Regions from separate parts of the Sus scrofa genome. Here region 2 is linked to region 1. The links are chromatin contacts, called in public HiChIP or PLAC-seq maps. All regions are on one chromosome and are shown on one strand. The core of a region is the stretch at or near the end of the contact, and the rest is flanking DNA. Distances in the headings are between cores, read along the strand shown. Region 1 overlaps CDK6 (a long non-coding RNA gene). Region 2 overlaps CDK6 (a long non-coding RNA gene).

What was found. HiChIP or PLAC-seq counts read pairs in DNA pulled down with a chosen protein or histone mark.
Region 2: a contact with region 1 is called in an H3K27ac HiChIP or PLAC-seq map of skeletal muscle, with 2.1 times the contacts expected there. The contact joins two enhancer-like sites. A contact is called at or near these places in 4 of 47 Hi-C or Micro-C datasets (heart right ventricle, liver and skeletal muscle) and 2 of 2 datasets of contacts at active chromatin or transcription factors (alveolar macrophages and skeletal muscle).

What each region holds. Positions count from the first base shown.
Region 1 is chr9:72,612,851-72,620,592 of Sscrofa11.1, reverse strand. All of the region lies in intron 4 of CDK6 (a long non-coding RNA gene), which reads left to right. Among named protein-coding and RNA genes, the nearest start is that of FAM133B, 110 kb to the right of the region's middle. Within about 2 kb of position 3,847, at least 31 of the 83 cell types and tissues checked have an H3K27ac peak or open chromatin away from gene starts, as enhancers often do. A contact at or near this core is called in skeletal muscle, where this site is marked.
Region 2 is chr9:72,698,939-72,706,680 of Sscrofa11.1, reverse strand. All of the region lies in intron 2 of CDK6 (a long non-coding RNA gene), which reads left to right. Among named protein-coding and RNA genes, the nearest start is that of CDK6, 63 kb to the left of the region's middle. Within about 2 kb of position 4,265, at least 11 of the 83 cell types and tissues checked have an H3K27ac peak or open chromatin away from gene starts, as enhancers often do. A contact at or near this core is called in skeletal muscle, where this site is marked.

The DNA.
Region 1 (7,742 bases), core at 2,598-5,097:
GACAACTAATAATGGGACACAAGCAAGAAAAAGTTTAAATGATTAACATAATATATTGTCAGAGCTTGAAGAGAGAACTTAAGTAGTCTAGGATATTTTGTTATATTTGTCTCATTCATCTTCCCACATAAATAAGTTGTTAAAAAACATTAGTTATTTGCATACATACACACTCAAAACATGCTGTTTTCGTGACACATACATGTCGTTAAAAATGGGACATTTTTATTCAGAGAATTGAGACTTTTTGGGGGGGGGATGGAGAGTGCGTGCCTGTGTGTGTGTGCATCTGTAAGGGAAGGAAGGTGGCGAAGGGAGGAGAGTCCGAGTGGGTGGCGAGAGGGGAAGGGCAGGAGAAGAAAAAGGTGGGAGGAGAGCCAGGTGGAAGGGTGGCGACTCACTCAGGACCCAGTGGGGGCAGCGTGATGAGGCGGGTGACCCTGTTCCTTAATGGCAGCCCCAAGAATGGAAAGGTAAGGGGGTCGGGAGGAGGCGAGGTGGGCCCGGCTGCGAGGGGCGAGGGCAGCAGAGTGCAGAGCAGGCTCGCAGGGCAGAGGGCTGAAGTTGGGGAGAGGGGCTGGGAGCGGGGAGGTGGGCGTGCTCCGGGGTTGGGGGGTGTCCTGGAGAAGGTGTGCGTCGGGTCCCCACGGCCTCCTCTCAACCTCGGGGATCCCTAGCCCGAGTCTGCCCTTGGACGCCCCAGCTGATATGGGGACCAGCGCAGGTCAGCTTGTGCTTAATGGTTCCTAAGTCCAGGTGGGGGTCCTGGAGAACAGAGGACCGCTGTCACCTGAGCGCTGGAGGCTTCTATTCCTCTTCCCATCTCCCCTGAGACCCCGCTGCCCCCCACCCTGGCTCCCGAAGACGCTGGTTCCCACCTTCATGCTGAGTAATCGAGACTTATTTTGTGCTTTAACTATGTAACTGTAAATGATAGTGTAATGATTAATGAGGTCATTTAAAATGTATTTTTGCCCATCCTGAGGTTTGCAGTGTGTGTGTGAGAAATGAGTGGTAGTGTCATTAAGTATTACATAGTCTCAAAAGAGATTTTTAAAAAAATCTGTTATTGCTCATTGCTCGTTACTAAATGAAATTCAGCTGAGATTATGATCAGAAGTGGACTTACTATGCCTAATGGGTGCTAAGTCCCTCACTTGCAGGCACACGCGTGCATGAGTGCGTACACACACACCTCTCCCCCCAAAGCCATGGGAAAGGCCCCAGCAATATGTACAAATGGTCTTTTTTTTTTTTTTAAATAGCAGAAGTGAGCTGTTTTAAATGCAGTTGACTAACCCTCTACTCCTACACCCCATCACAGTTTTCCTGGAGTGGCCCTCACTTGGGGTGCTCTTAACCCTCCAGTTTCATACAGGCAGTCTTCTCCCACCATGTCACTCTGGTAGCTGTCTGAAGCCCTCATCTCACTCAGCATCTTCTGGTACACATCTACTTCTCTCTTGCTTTTTTTCCTTTTTTTTTAAATTTTTTTTATTTTGCCTTTTAGGGCCACATCTGCAACATACGAAAGTTGTCAGGCTAGGGGTCGAATCAGGGCTGCAGCCGCAGGCCTACACCACAACTACAGCAATGTGGGATTCGAACCATGTTTGCAACCTACACCACAGCTCACAGCAACACCAGATCCATAACCCCCTGAGCAAGGCCAGGGATCAAAAACAAATCCTCAAGGATACTAGTCAAGTTCGTTACCACTGCACCATGATGGGAACTCCTGGCCTAGAATTCTTTTTGTCCGTCTTCTTTTTTTTTTTTTTTTTTTTGTCTTTTTGCTATTTCTTGGGCCGCTCCTGCGGCATATGGAGGTTCCCAGGCTAGGGGACGAATCGGAGCTGTAGCCACCGGCCTACGCCAGAGCCACAGCAACGCAGGATCCGAGCCGCGTCTGCAACCTACACCACAGCTCACGGCAATGCCGGATCGTTAACCCACCGAGCAAGGGCAGGAACCGAACCCGCAACCTCATGGTTCCTAGTCGGATTCGTTAACCACTGCGCCACGACGGGAACTCCTCTTTTTGTCCGTCTTCTGCTTCATTTGACTCATTTCAAATTATTCCTCCTGTTTCTCCTTTCCTCACTGCTGTAGGTTGGTAGGTCCTCCTTTTGGTGCAGCTGGATCATTGCAGCCTTTTAACTGAGCTTCCTGCCTCAAGAATTACATCCAATTTCATCTTTTGAAGTTACCAGAATGTTCAGTCAAAAATGCAGATCTGACGTGCAAGCCCTATGTCAAACTCCTTAGTGCCTCCCATCCCTCTCAGGAGAAAGTCTGGCCTCCATTATATGGTGCTTAAGGTCCTTTGTGATCTGGTCCAAACAGTTTCATACTCCTCAGCCTTCCTGCTCCAGCCGCTCCCTCTGGCTGTCATATCCTTGCACCTCATCTCTGAAGCAGAGTAACAGTCCATATCCCTTTCCTGCCCTCTGCCCTACCTCGTGCCGTCGGTACACATGTAAAACATTTGCTGATAGCCAAAATGTATAGAACCAGCACCTGCAAAGTACTTTCAAGATTTTTACACCATGTAATTCTCCAGTTGTTCTGTGATATACATACTGTGAATTTCCCTTTTTGCAGATGAGGAAACAAAGGCATGGAGAGTCTAAGATATTTAGCCAAGTGATACAACTCACAAAAGAGGACCCGGGTTTTGAACCCAAGTGCTTAAATCATGTACCTCTACCTGGCACAGGAGCCTATGCAATTGGTAGTTACACATCTGCCTTTCCTGCTCAACGGTGAGCTTTGGAGAGCAGAAATGATATCTTTAGTCTTCGTATCCTTTTTATAGCTGGGATCCAGTGCTTGTCATATAGTAGGCACATTAGTGTGTGTGTGTGTGTGTGTGTGTGTGTGTGTGTATGAATGAATCATTGAAGTGACTTTCATATGTTTCATAAACTGCATGAGAAGTGATACTAAGAGTCCGGGGTAGTACAGATATATCTGTATTTCACTCACGAGTACTTTTCCATGAGGATCTAACAGAAGTAAAAGTGTTATTACTGCCTTTGAGGAGAATTTGGTTTAATTGAGAAACTTAAATAGGTGAAAGAACTTAAATATTGAGCTTTAAAAGCCATTCTTACTCCTGTGACCAGTGGACATTATTAATATTTGTAGGAAGCAACTTATCTTTTTAAAGGTTCGTCCTGTGCTAATAGCTAACAGCATCAGCAGTTTAATTATTGACTTATTCCAGATCTAGAGCAAACTTCCTAGTACTTTGAGAACTGCTGGCCAATTTAAATGTCAGCCTTGCTTTTTTGCAAGGGATCTTAAACAAGTGTAACCGTTCCATCTTCCAACAATAAGCTAGTTTTTTTTGTTAAAATGGAAGGGAGGCTTCCCAGCCCAGCTAAAGTTGGCAAGATTATTCATCTTCCATATATCAGATTTATACACTAGAAAGATTTCATTTACTATTTTAAATGCAAGAAATACTGTGGTTAAAATACAGGTATGGGCCTACTGTGGTTTCTGGAGCTGCCTTCATAGAGAATCATGGAAACATGGGCTCCAATGTTCTTTATAACAGTTCCATGCTTATTTCATAAACGAGAGCCCATATAGGAAAAAGCTTTTATCCCCCCTCCATGCAAAGGCTTATAACCGAATGAGAAAAAAAATTAATTAATTACATGAATATTAAGAGGTTACTTATCTATTATAACATTGGGCCACAAGTTGACTAATTAAAAGGAATGCAGGTTGGAAAGCTGCCACAAATCTGCTCCTTTCATTTCGAGGCCACAGGCTGAAGCCAGTGATTGTGCGTGACAGACTCTGGGAACAATGGTGCAGCGCTCAGACCGTCCAGATGAAGCATGGCCGTCTGAATTACACCAACGACGGGGTGGCCTACAGGCAAACAAAATGGTTAAACAATACATAATCAAGTTTTTATTTGGTATTTCCTGCGAGGCTCTACCAGTTGCCAGGGAGTGTACTGTATTTTTTCTTTGGCTGTATTAATTGTTGACCGTAGCTGGAAGAGCACCAAACAGGGACAGATAAGGGGGAAAATGGCATCTGGACATTAAAGCCACAAGTGTACTGGGGGGGAAAAAGCGCAAGAAAATTACAGCATATATCAGGAATTTTCCAACTAACGATGTGCGGATGTGGTAGCACGAAGGAAAAAGAGCCAAACTGAGCTTGCTTTGTTCACTAAGAGAGGCCCCCCTGTAGCATTCCTTTTAGCTGTGCATATTTTGGCTTCATTTGTACAGTTTTAACTTTATACTGTGTGTGGAGAAGCTCAGTTGTAACTAGTTGTTCCTAATAATTACATTGCGATAATTAAAGTTCATGGATAGCTGTAATGTTCTTAGTCATTTAGAAGCTGCTTCCAAAACCAAGTCTAAGCCGAAAACTTCTTTTAAGTGACATGTCATTACCATATAAAAGATGGCAACAATTATTTCTTTGATTTAACAACAATTTTTTATAGACAAGATTCGTTTACGGAGACAAAAGAGAAACGCTGTCTTGAAAACTTAGGATGAGAGTCAGGGGGCCAGCCAGGAGTGATGAGATCTTATAGCCTGCAGATAAAATATCCCTCAGCTGGTTCGTAGACCACGAAAATTTGTGGTAAGGACAATCCCTTTTGCGTCTTATAGAACCCATTTAAAATGCAAAAATCATATGTAAATGTTCACAAATCTATTGCAGAAACAAAGTATGGCAGTTTCATGCCCTCAGCTAGAAATCAAATATTACTGTTTGGACTGAGTAATAAAATGAAAAATCTGCAACTGGACACAGCTTCCTTCTTGAAAGATTGATCAGCCTTGGGGTCCCCAGTGACAATGATGATGATGATGATGATGATGATGGTAATGATGTATACAAAACTGTTAGAGCTGTGAAATACTTTGCCGGGGGCTTCTTTTGCCGTGGTGGTGATCTGTTTGCATATATGGCTGTCATGCCCAGTGGTCATACCTGCAGCCTCGGGGGTTACACTGCATTTGAATTCTAGCCTATTATGACATGTGGCTAACTATAGTTATTAACGTGTTCTGAACATCAGTTTCCTACCTAGAATGTGGGTTAAACTCGCAGTGCCCCCCTCACAAGTAATTCCAGGATTTAAATGACATAAAATTTGTAAAGTTTTTAGTGAAGTGCCAGACATGTAGAAAACCCACGATAAACTTTGGCTGTTATTGCATCTTCTCTGTTGTGACTCTCTGAGGTTTCTTTTAGTTTTGAAAATATTATTTCTAGTCAGTGTCTGCCCTAGACTCGAATGTATTTACTTAATCACCATGGACTTCTGCAACAGATAGCAAGGAACAGGTTGTTTGGTCTGTAATGAAAGCCAAGATAGTGGTTTTGATTACTGTTAAACCTTCTTGGACAAACTGAAATTTTAGTATCTGTTTTCAGAAGTATTTATTAAGACCAGTCATTAATTGAGAAAAAAAAAATGAACAGTATTCTCACATAGCATCATTCTTGGAGAGGTGGACTTCTAACCACAGGATGTGCATACTTTATGATGCTATAGACAGCTGCCTGGTAACGCAGAGGCCATGACTTCACCTCCAAATGCTAAGGGAAAGATCCTCTCATTATGGTCTCGTATTTGATGGAATGATTTTCATAAGACTTATTTTAATAACTTTTGTGCGTTTCAATTACATTTTCTGGTGTGTGCTGTTTTTCACTTCCATCTCCAGAAGTCTGAACCCTTAACCTTAAACATGTGTTAGGGATTCATAGACTCTGGATATTAGAATTGCACAATTCATTTCCATACCCCAGGAGTTCAGTGTGCTGTGCGTTCAATAAAGGGACAACATTATTAATGATGAGCCATGTATATGTACTAAACATTTTTAAATCCACAAAACTTCTCGTGGACCAAAGCATTTGTTAAAATAGACCTGAGTCCCTGACGTCGGACCACTTTTTCTCAAAATAAATCTTAGGTCCTGAAAACATTTTAAGGCCTGAAATAATATTACTATTGAAAAACTTCTCGAGTCATTTAGGAAAGACTGTACTAAAATACACACATATGTGGTAAGTTTTTTTCAATAGGATCTTTACGTCTTAAAAATTAGGTATAAAAGATTATTAATTCTCCTCAGCCGAAACAGTAGAAACTTCAATAATAATTTGAATATGGTCAGCTTTAACTTAAAACTGGAAAACTCCCTTCTCATTTCTACAATTGGCTTTTTCTCTTCAGCTGCTTTTTAAGTTGGGCTGTTAGCAATTTAGCCTGTCTTTAATTTTAAGCACCATTCTTCCAGTCCAGAGATCCCTATAGGAAGCCCCACTCTCATAGCCTCGCCTCTCATTGGCTAGCCAGGAAAAGAGCATTTCTGCATAAATTGGATGCTTCCTTCTCCCCGGGAGACCAAATATGCTCGTGTTTCACAATCCCCCAGTTTGTAAGCTTGAGTCCATTGCCTGAAGCTGGAAACTTTCACTTTGTGGAACACTTGCACACATGGAAATCCAGATCCGATACCCCTGACGCGCCCATGGGTCCCACAGCAGATTAAATACATGCTTCTTTATCCAGTGTTTCTGAGCTGCCCCGACTGAAATCAGAAACCGATGTGCGTGTGAGAGGTGTCCTTCAAAGAAAGGTATTTCCTTTGTGCAGCCCCCGTGCACGCAGACTCCAAGGGGTTAACCTGAGAGCTGCTTTGAAAACAGAGGCGAAGGTCACCGGCGGCAACAGCAAAGACTTTTAAAGCCTGCCGTCCTGAGCCTTTCACCCGGCCTTTCCCACCCAGGGGACTGTAAACATTGGCTCCCGGCCACCACATCCCACAGCACAAAACCTCTCTGTGCTTTCAGCATATACATTTATGCTTTTTTATGGAAGCCGAGGCACAGGCGGGTTCTTGCTGTGAGCACAGAGAGCATGTTTCTGTTCGGGGCCAGGACAGGAACCCTGTCCCGCTGGAATGTGGAAGCATGCAGATATGCTTATTTAGCAGGGCTTCACATGGAACTTCGCTGCTGCTCTCCGTCTGACTTTCTCAAGTCAAAAGAATGTGTAGAATGCTGTCACTTAATCAGAACCCAGAAGAGCTCTTTTATCTGCCATTTGTTAGTAACTCGCAATATTGCCCTTATCTCTTTGTCCTTTAGCTCAATCCAGTGCCCTCCGATATGAGAACTGGTAACATGAAAGCACTTATTACCTTGAGCATTGCTTCTTGTTTTTCTGTCTTAAAACTCAGAGTTCTTCAGTCATCAACAAAAAAGTTGCAGGGTTTTGGGTTTTTTTTTTTTTCAATTTATTTAAATAAAGTCGTCTTAGTCCTAGGACCATCGTTTGATGATGTTTAAAAGAAACCAAGAAGGTTCATATATGTATGCTGCCATTCATATCTGGTTCTTCAAAAGTCTATTAGCTACATATTTATAAATAACCTTCATTGATTCAGTTGTGTGAGAACAGAATGAAATTTCCAGAGACAATAGATGTAGCTTAAATTTCTCCCTCCTGAATGTTTTCATGTGTTATAGGGGGGTTCAGATCTTCCCCCATTTTAAGTAATTTCATGTAATTTCAGTCATTTGACATAATAGTTTTTCTCTTCAGTGATTTCTAATGTTTCTAACACAAATAGGGAATTCATTTTGATCAATCCACATGTTACAGTGGGTCAGGGCAGAAAAAATTATACCCTGTGCCATTCTTTTTTTTTTTTTTAAGTGACTATTTCAGAAGCAGGCAT
Region 2 (7,742 bases), core at 3,016-5,515, 86 kb before region 1:
TTGGGACTAGTTCCTTTCACTTAGCATCATCTTCTCAAGGTATACTCGTGTCAAAGCATGTACCTGTACTTCACTCCTTTGATGACTAAATCATATTCCACTATATGGATATACTGCATTATGTTACTCATTTATCAATCAGTAGACGTTTGGGTTGTTTCTCTTTTGGGCTGTTATGAATGATGCTGCCATGAACATTTGTATACATAACATCTGTTTCTTCAGCTATAAAATGAGTGCCGTCTCATAGAGTTGTTACGAGGACTACAAAGGTCAAGATACACAAAAGTAGCTAGTAGCGAGCAAACTAACAAGTATGGGTTAACAAATGGGATGTAGGAGTGTGTGAGTCCTCATTTTACGTTTCTTCCAAGATTTGACTTGCTCAGAGTCCTGTGCTCTCTTAATACATCTCTGAAGATCCCCTCTTTTAGTTCGTTCCCACCTTTTCCCTGAGTTTTAATTTCGAAAAGTTTAATTCATTCAGTAGACATTTATTGAACACCTACAGTGTATTAGACACCACCCTGGGTGCCCTGGAGAGTTAAAAGAAAGAACAAGCAAAAGTAGGGAGAGGTACTTCCATTCCAGTTTGAACCCTATGTTTACTTTGCTCATCTATCATCTCTGACCTGCCAGTAGGGTTTAGACTTGGGGCCGCTGAACCCCACTCTCCGTTCAAATGCCATAGGTTTGGGGCTCTCTTAAGCCATTCACTCTTGTCAGGCCCTTATTCTGACCCATATATCTGTGCTTGTAGAGCGGCTGATGGAAGCTAACTGTTGTACAAGAAAAAGGCTAAAACTAAGGTAATCATGTCTAGGTAGAAATGTCACCAGGTACAAGAGCAGCATCTTGTCCTTGTGCTGTAGCTGGGGTTGGTGGATGGTGTTTATTCTAACTAAGACGTAATGATCTCTGATAGTCTCAGTTGGCAGGGTTCTTCTTTTTATAGGGTTGGTTTGGGGTTGTTTTTGAACTTAGGAAACAATTTTGTATTGGAACTGGACTCGGCAAAAATGTCAACTCATCACTGTCTCGCGGCCTATTTTTTCCTTTTCTTGACTTTGGGGAGATGGTGATCCACATGGTGACTCAGAGAGTTTTGCCTCAGAATATTTTGCCTCAGAATATTCTCTTCCCTAAAGAGAACAAATATGTTTTTATGATTTCCTCATGAGTTTTAGCTCTGAAGTAACGTTTCCTTTTTTCCCACAATAGCATATAGTTAGGGTAACAGAATGAGGCCACTACCTCATTCTCTCTGCCTTTCGTTCAGATAAAATGCATTAGCAGTCTAAAGAATTGTGCTTGTAATAGGAATACCGCTAGTGCTTGCTAGAGGACTATGAAGTTCGAATTCTGTTATTTAATGTACATTTCAGTAATTCATCTTGAATATGAACAAAACAGTGTATGTATCCCATATACCTCTTAACATAGCCCAAAGAGCTTATTTGGGGCCCAGCTTAGAGTACACCAGTTTTTGCACTACCCTATGATAGCAGTGTGTTTCTGTATACACAAGTTTTACTGTTTGCTTGATTTTATTTTATTTAAAAAAATTTTTTAATGATTTTTATTTTTTCCATTATAGTTGGTTAACACGGTTTTAAATGTTTACTGCAGTGCAAGTCACATCTTGAAAACTTGCCCAGTTTGGGGGGTTCCCATCTTATTTGTAAAATATTTTTTGTTTAATGAATGCAACAGTTTTAATTCATAGATCCTCATGGCCAGGTGTATATAGATAGAAGCTGAAACTAATTAGTAGAAACTCTAAAGATTAACTGGATGAAGATGAACTATGAAACTTGCTTATGAACCCTCTTATGGTTATAAGGAATAAAATGATTTAGTACATAAAAGATGTTGGCTTTGCATTCCCTTCTCAGATTATGGTAGCCTTTGGGCTAACAGTTTGATCACAAAAGGGGTTTCCCTGCCACTTTTCAACAACTGCTAGTGGAAGGAGGGTTGTTTAACTGAGGCTTCAGGAAAACAGACCTCTGAGCATTGGACTCAACCTTTAAATTAAGTAAAACTCAGTATCTTTGTATTATTTTGAAATACTTCTCCTTGCCTCCTTGCTTCCTCACACCCACTGAGGCCTTTCCTATCCTAGCTTCCATATTCCTGTTTGCAACAAGCTTATCTGTCTGTCTTCTTCCTTTCCCTACTTTTTTCCCCATAAAGTGCCTCTGTGATCAGACTAAGAACCTCACATAGGAATCCCGGGAAGAAGTGGAGTGGCTCCTTTAGAAGGATGAATTAGTCTGCTCTGCTGCTGTCAGTTACTGCTTTCTGGTGGGCATGCTCCCAGAGAAACCACTTTAAGAATAGTCTCCCAGGAGTTCCCTTCATGGCTCAGCAATTAATGAACCTGAAGAGTATCCATGAGGATGCAGGTTTGATCTCTGGCCTCACTCAGTGGGTTAAGGATCCAGCATTGCCATGAGCTGTGGTGTAGGTCCCAGACGCTGCTTGGATCTGTTGTTGCTGTGGCTGTGGTGTAGGCTGGCATCTGCGGCTCCAACTTGACCCCTAGCCTGGGAACCTCCATGTGCGATCAGTGCAGCCCTAAAAAGACCGAAAAAAAAAAAAAAAAAAAAAAACGTCTCCCAGCAAGTCGGGGAACTGGTGTGGTCACCTAGAGGGAACTGCTACTGTTTATGTGCTTGAGTTCAATTAATTCAGTTTGTCTAATACATAAGATATATTTGAGGTCAGATACTGCTATTTCAAAGTGTTTATAGATGTCTTAGGACTGTTTTTTTGTTGTAACTAATAAAACCCAACTCAAACTGAGTAAGCACCAAAGCAGCATTACTGGCTCACATTAGCAATAAATCCGGGGGTAGGCTTGGCACAGGTGGGTCCAGGTACTTAAACAGTGTCATCCAGAATCTCTTGCCTGTCAGCTCTCTGTTCAGGCTCTCCTCAGTGTTGGCTGTGTTCCATGGAGGGCTCATGAAAATGGTGGCAAAGACGGCCACTAGCAGCTGCAGGCTTATCCATTGCCAGGTTGGTAATCCTGGAATAAAGAGAGCTCTACTTTCCCAGAAGTTCTAGTAAAATTCCTGGGACCAGTTCTGGGTCTGTCCTTCCCTGAATCAATCACTGTCACTCTGTTTGTTCAGGGTAGGTTACCTGCCATCCTGCCCCTGTGCCCCCACAACTACACTGCCTGAGTATGGAATAGGAGTGGCTCTTCAACAAAAAATGAGGATGTGGCCAAGAATGGTAACAGATGTTGGAAAGGCAGACATCCCAGATGTCTACTGTGATAAGATCTAGAATGAATTTACTCTGATGTTGATATATAAAGCTCCATATAGTGTTTGTAGAATTTATTTGGAATTAATACATTGCCATATATCACTGTTTGTCCTTTTACATGCAATCGTCTCTCCCCCAACTGGACAGAAAGCTCTTAAAAAGTACCTGTCTTAGACCTGTTGGACTCTCTAAAACCCACTACAGTGCCTGCACGTGGTAGGTACTGATGCATGTTTGCAGATGCTGCACAGTGGGGATTTCCTTCCAGCAGCATAGCATGCTGGTTACTTTGGTGGCAAATACTTCTGGAATTACCCCATTCAGTGCTGGTTGAGAATACATGAACACACACAGTCCATATTTAATGAGCCAAAGGAGAGCACCCTGGCCAGTATCTAGTAGTGTAGGGTTAGTAGGATGTGTGGACATAAATTTGGTGCATGCATGCTATAACCTTAGAATATGCTTCATGGACTACAAAGGAAGAGGGTAGAGATTTTTAAAAAAATTCTCCTCAATTCTGAAGACTGGCCATAGTTCAAATAAAATTTTGTTTAGCACCCCTAGGCCTCTGTGCCAGACATCTCACAGCTCTTGAACTATTTTATGTCCAAACATTCAAGCGTCTGGAAAAAAAGTGACAGGAAAAAAAAAAAATCCTCATAGAACTTCCTGTGACAGGTCAAAGTTTAATCACAGCAAATAACGCAGATTTCCCTTTTGTTATAACCACAATAGAAAGGCAGGGCGTGTGTTTACAGAGCATGTTGTTTGGGAAACCTTTGTAAATCGCAATCTTTGGAAATCCCAAGCCTATTGGATGTAATCCCATCCATTGGATGAAGAGAGTTTGCCTATGCAATAGATCCAGAATAGCAAGTTAAATGGAGACCGTCAACAGGAAGGAGTTGTTCCAAATTACAGTGGGTCGGATGCAGAGTTAATTCATGGAGATATTTTGTTATGAGATAATTACATCACTAGGACAGCTGGAAAGCTGAGTGCTGTGCTGGACCGCAGCGCTTGCTCTCTGCCCTGCAGCTGGGAGGTCAGGACAATGGAGACAGGGAGAGGACTTATTTTATGGGATAGTTAGGGGCTTGGCTGACTTAATTGTGAAATGATAACAACCTATCTGCCTTTTTTCGGATTGTGTTTGCACAGCTAAACCGGATTCATAGGCTCAGTGAATGCTGAGAACCCCTTTTTGATTCTACTTTTTTGAACATTCGCTTGGATCCCATTAAGCCAAGCTCTAATGGATAGATATTGAATGATAGTTTTTTGTTTCCTCTAAAAGTCAACTGAGATAGTTTGTTCATCTTCAATACAAGGTGATAGTTCTCTTATGAAACTGTAGTCATTCAGTCACTGAAGTGCTATTTTTGTCAGTTTACTAAATAGCAAAAAAAAAAAAGTTTTAGAGAGTTTTAAGATGTTGGTCAACACAAGGAATCAAACAGTTGAAGTTATTTTTCCAGTGTTTATGTTCAGATGTTCAGACCTGTCTGGCTCTTTTGTTTTGCAAGTGTACGGGTTATAGGCAGCTTGGCTGCATTCCTCATTGATTTATATAAATATATTACAGATTGTTAACCTCCTGCCAAATACCAGGGATTTCAGTTGTTGATTAGCTCAGTTGCTTAATGTGAGACTTTTTTGTTATGTTAAAGCATCTGTCTTCTCTTTATTGCCACCAAAGTGATTATTATTTGCTCTGGGGTAGCTCCAGATGGAGTCATTGTAGACAAGAAAGCATCAAAAATATTATGTTCTAAACATTGCTAAGATTAATATTTATAGCTCTTGATTCAAAATGCATTTTCTGGAGTTCCCATCATGGCCCAGCGGTTAATGAATCCGATTAGGATCCATGAGGATATGAGCTTGATCCCTGGCCTCGCTCAGTGACTTAAAGGATTCGGCCTTGGTGGTGTAGGTCGCAGACAAGGCTGGGATCCTGAGTTGCAGTGGCCATGGTGTAGGCTGGCGGCTGCAGCTCCAATTCAACCCCTACCCTGGGAACTTCCATATGAGTTCGGCCCTAAGAAGCAAAAAAAAAAAAAAAAAAAAGCATTTTCTACTCACTGTGTCTAATGTAAATTACTTTTAGTACGATAATGTTTACTAAACAACTAAGAACTTTATGTTTTCGTATAAATATTTCCCCGGATGTCTTCTGAGATGGTCCTGGGTCTGTAGGATGTTGATGGCCAGCATTGGAACCCCAAACCTACAGGGTCTTCTAGGTCTTTGACTTCCCTTGATGTCACTTTTAAATTTCTAAGGAACCTGTAATATGCTCCATTTCCCAAATGAAATTAATAACAGCACTTTCAAAAAAATAAAAGGAATTATCTCCTTAAATCAACATGAGTCGTTTCTACCGGATACCTTTTTTTTTTTTTTTTTTGTAGCCTGGAAGGATATGTAATTATATACATTAACATTTTATACAAGAAAGTTTTACTCTGTGTCTCTTTAAATATGTGTCTTTGAACATGTCTCTTTAAAACTCCACTTTGTAGACAATTGCCCATTGAAAGTAGTGCCTTTTCTTCATGGCTTATCATTTAGGGCAGTTTGCAGCAGCTTTGGGAGCTCATCTCTGCATATCTCAGGTGTGGAGTCCAGGCGCTGCAGGCGGCAACAATGAGTCAATATATTGAGAGTGATATAACTTTGAGGAAAATAAGTTGCTGTGGGTTGGATGTTGTTCTTGCATTGTGTCATACAGAGTGTTTGAAAACGGTTTCAGTGAGATGAAGCAACAGAACATGCTGCCAGGGCTGTTAGGTAACTGAACAACGGTTTGGGAGCAGGTGACCCTTTGGTGAGGCAGTGCTGTATGATCACTTCGCTTTCCAGTTATGTCTCTGTTAAGCTTTTTTTTTTTTTTTTTGCAATTACTAAAATGTCTTACATATTACAAATCGTTAAGTTCAGTGAGAACTGGGGTTACTAAAATCTTTGCTGACCGGAAACAGTGATAAAGCAATGTCTTTTATTCATTTGAAAAAAATTTTTTTTCTCACTTTTGGCCACCCCACAGCACATGGAGTTCCTGGGGCAGGGATCAGATACTAGCCTCAGTTGCGTCCTGAGCCGCAGCTGCACAACGCCGGATCCTTAACCCACTCAGCTGGCCCAGGATCAAACCTGTGTCACAGGCAGTGCTCCCAAGATGCCACTGATCCCGTTGCACCTCAGCAAGAACTCCTGTCTTTTTATTAAATGAAGGAAATGTATTAATTATAATGGAAGACCTTTTTAAAGTAATGTTTAAGAAGCACAACTGTAATGATGCAGTTCCCATGTTTTTATGTGATTTTAGTACAGGCCATGTTTGGTTCATTGCTATTTTATTTTATCACAAAAATAGAAGCTTCAGATATGAAGAAGTTTGGTGATTGTGGAACTCCTTTTTCTTCAAACACAAGAAAAAAAAAATCTATCAGAGTAGGTGGGTTTAATGGAAATATGGTTCAAGGAAGCCTATGAATAAAATGGTCATCACCTCAAATCACCAAATTGAAAGAGTAGCTTTCATAAATTTCCCAGGCATCAGATCCATGTGTGTGAGCCATCATATTTTTCACAGTATGACATGAGTATGACTTATGGCATTATTTTTAATGAATTTGTTAATTAGGAGTTTTTACTTTGTCCAAATAATTTTTTGGAATAAGTCACCTTTTGCATTTGAAGACTTGAGAAGTTTAAAAAAAAAAAAAGTAGATGATTAAAACTTAGAGGTCAGGATATTTGAAAGTAGATAAATGTAAGGAAGAAATTCAGTTGATCTTAATAGTTGACTTTAATGAAGTTACAGAACTCACCCCAAGCTGCCCACAATTAAAAAGGAGTTTGGGTCTGGCTATGAAGTATGTGTGGCTGTTGGTGGTGGTCACCCCATCCGATTTAACTTAATTATAGTGTTCTTTAGTTTCTTTTAAAGTTTAGTTTAGATTTACAGAGAAATACCAAATGTTGTGGAGCCCATTTAGCCCAGAAATGCGGTCGGGTGGCATGGCGAACTAGATAGGTATTAAAAATTTAAGAGGTAACATACAAAGTGGATAATTGTGAGTCAACCCTGCATTTTTGTAATTGGATTATATGCACATTTATAGTTAGTTTCTTTGAAGAAAGTGTTGTTTCATTTTTGAAAATGAAAGAAAATCATGCAGATAGCATTTTTATCAGCCCTTTGTCAGTACCTATATTACATTCTTGTCAAGAAATGTATTTATAGCTTGGTTTTGAGTGGTTTATTTAATTCTTCAAATGTTGGATGAGCTTCTCGTGAGCCAGATAGTGCTCTATGTCTGTTGAAACTAAAGGAAAGTTTGTCCTTTGGCTTGAAAATTCTTTTCAAACTATGGAAGTCTTTGTTTTTCAAACTTAAATTTTGAATTAGTTGTAGTATTTTATGGGAGAAATTGAATTCACGCATCCAAACA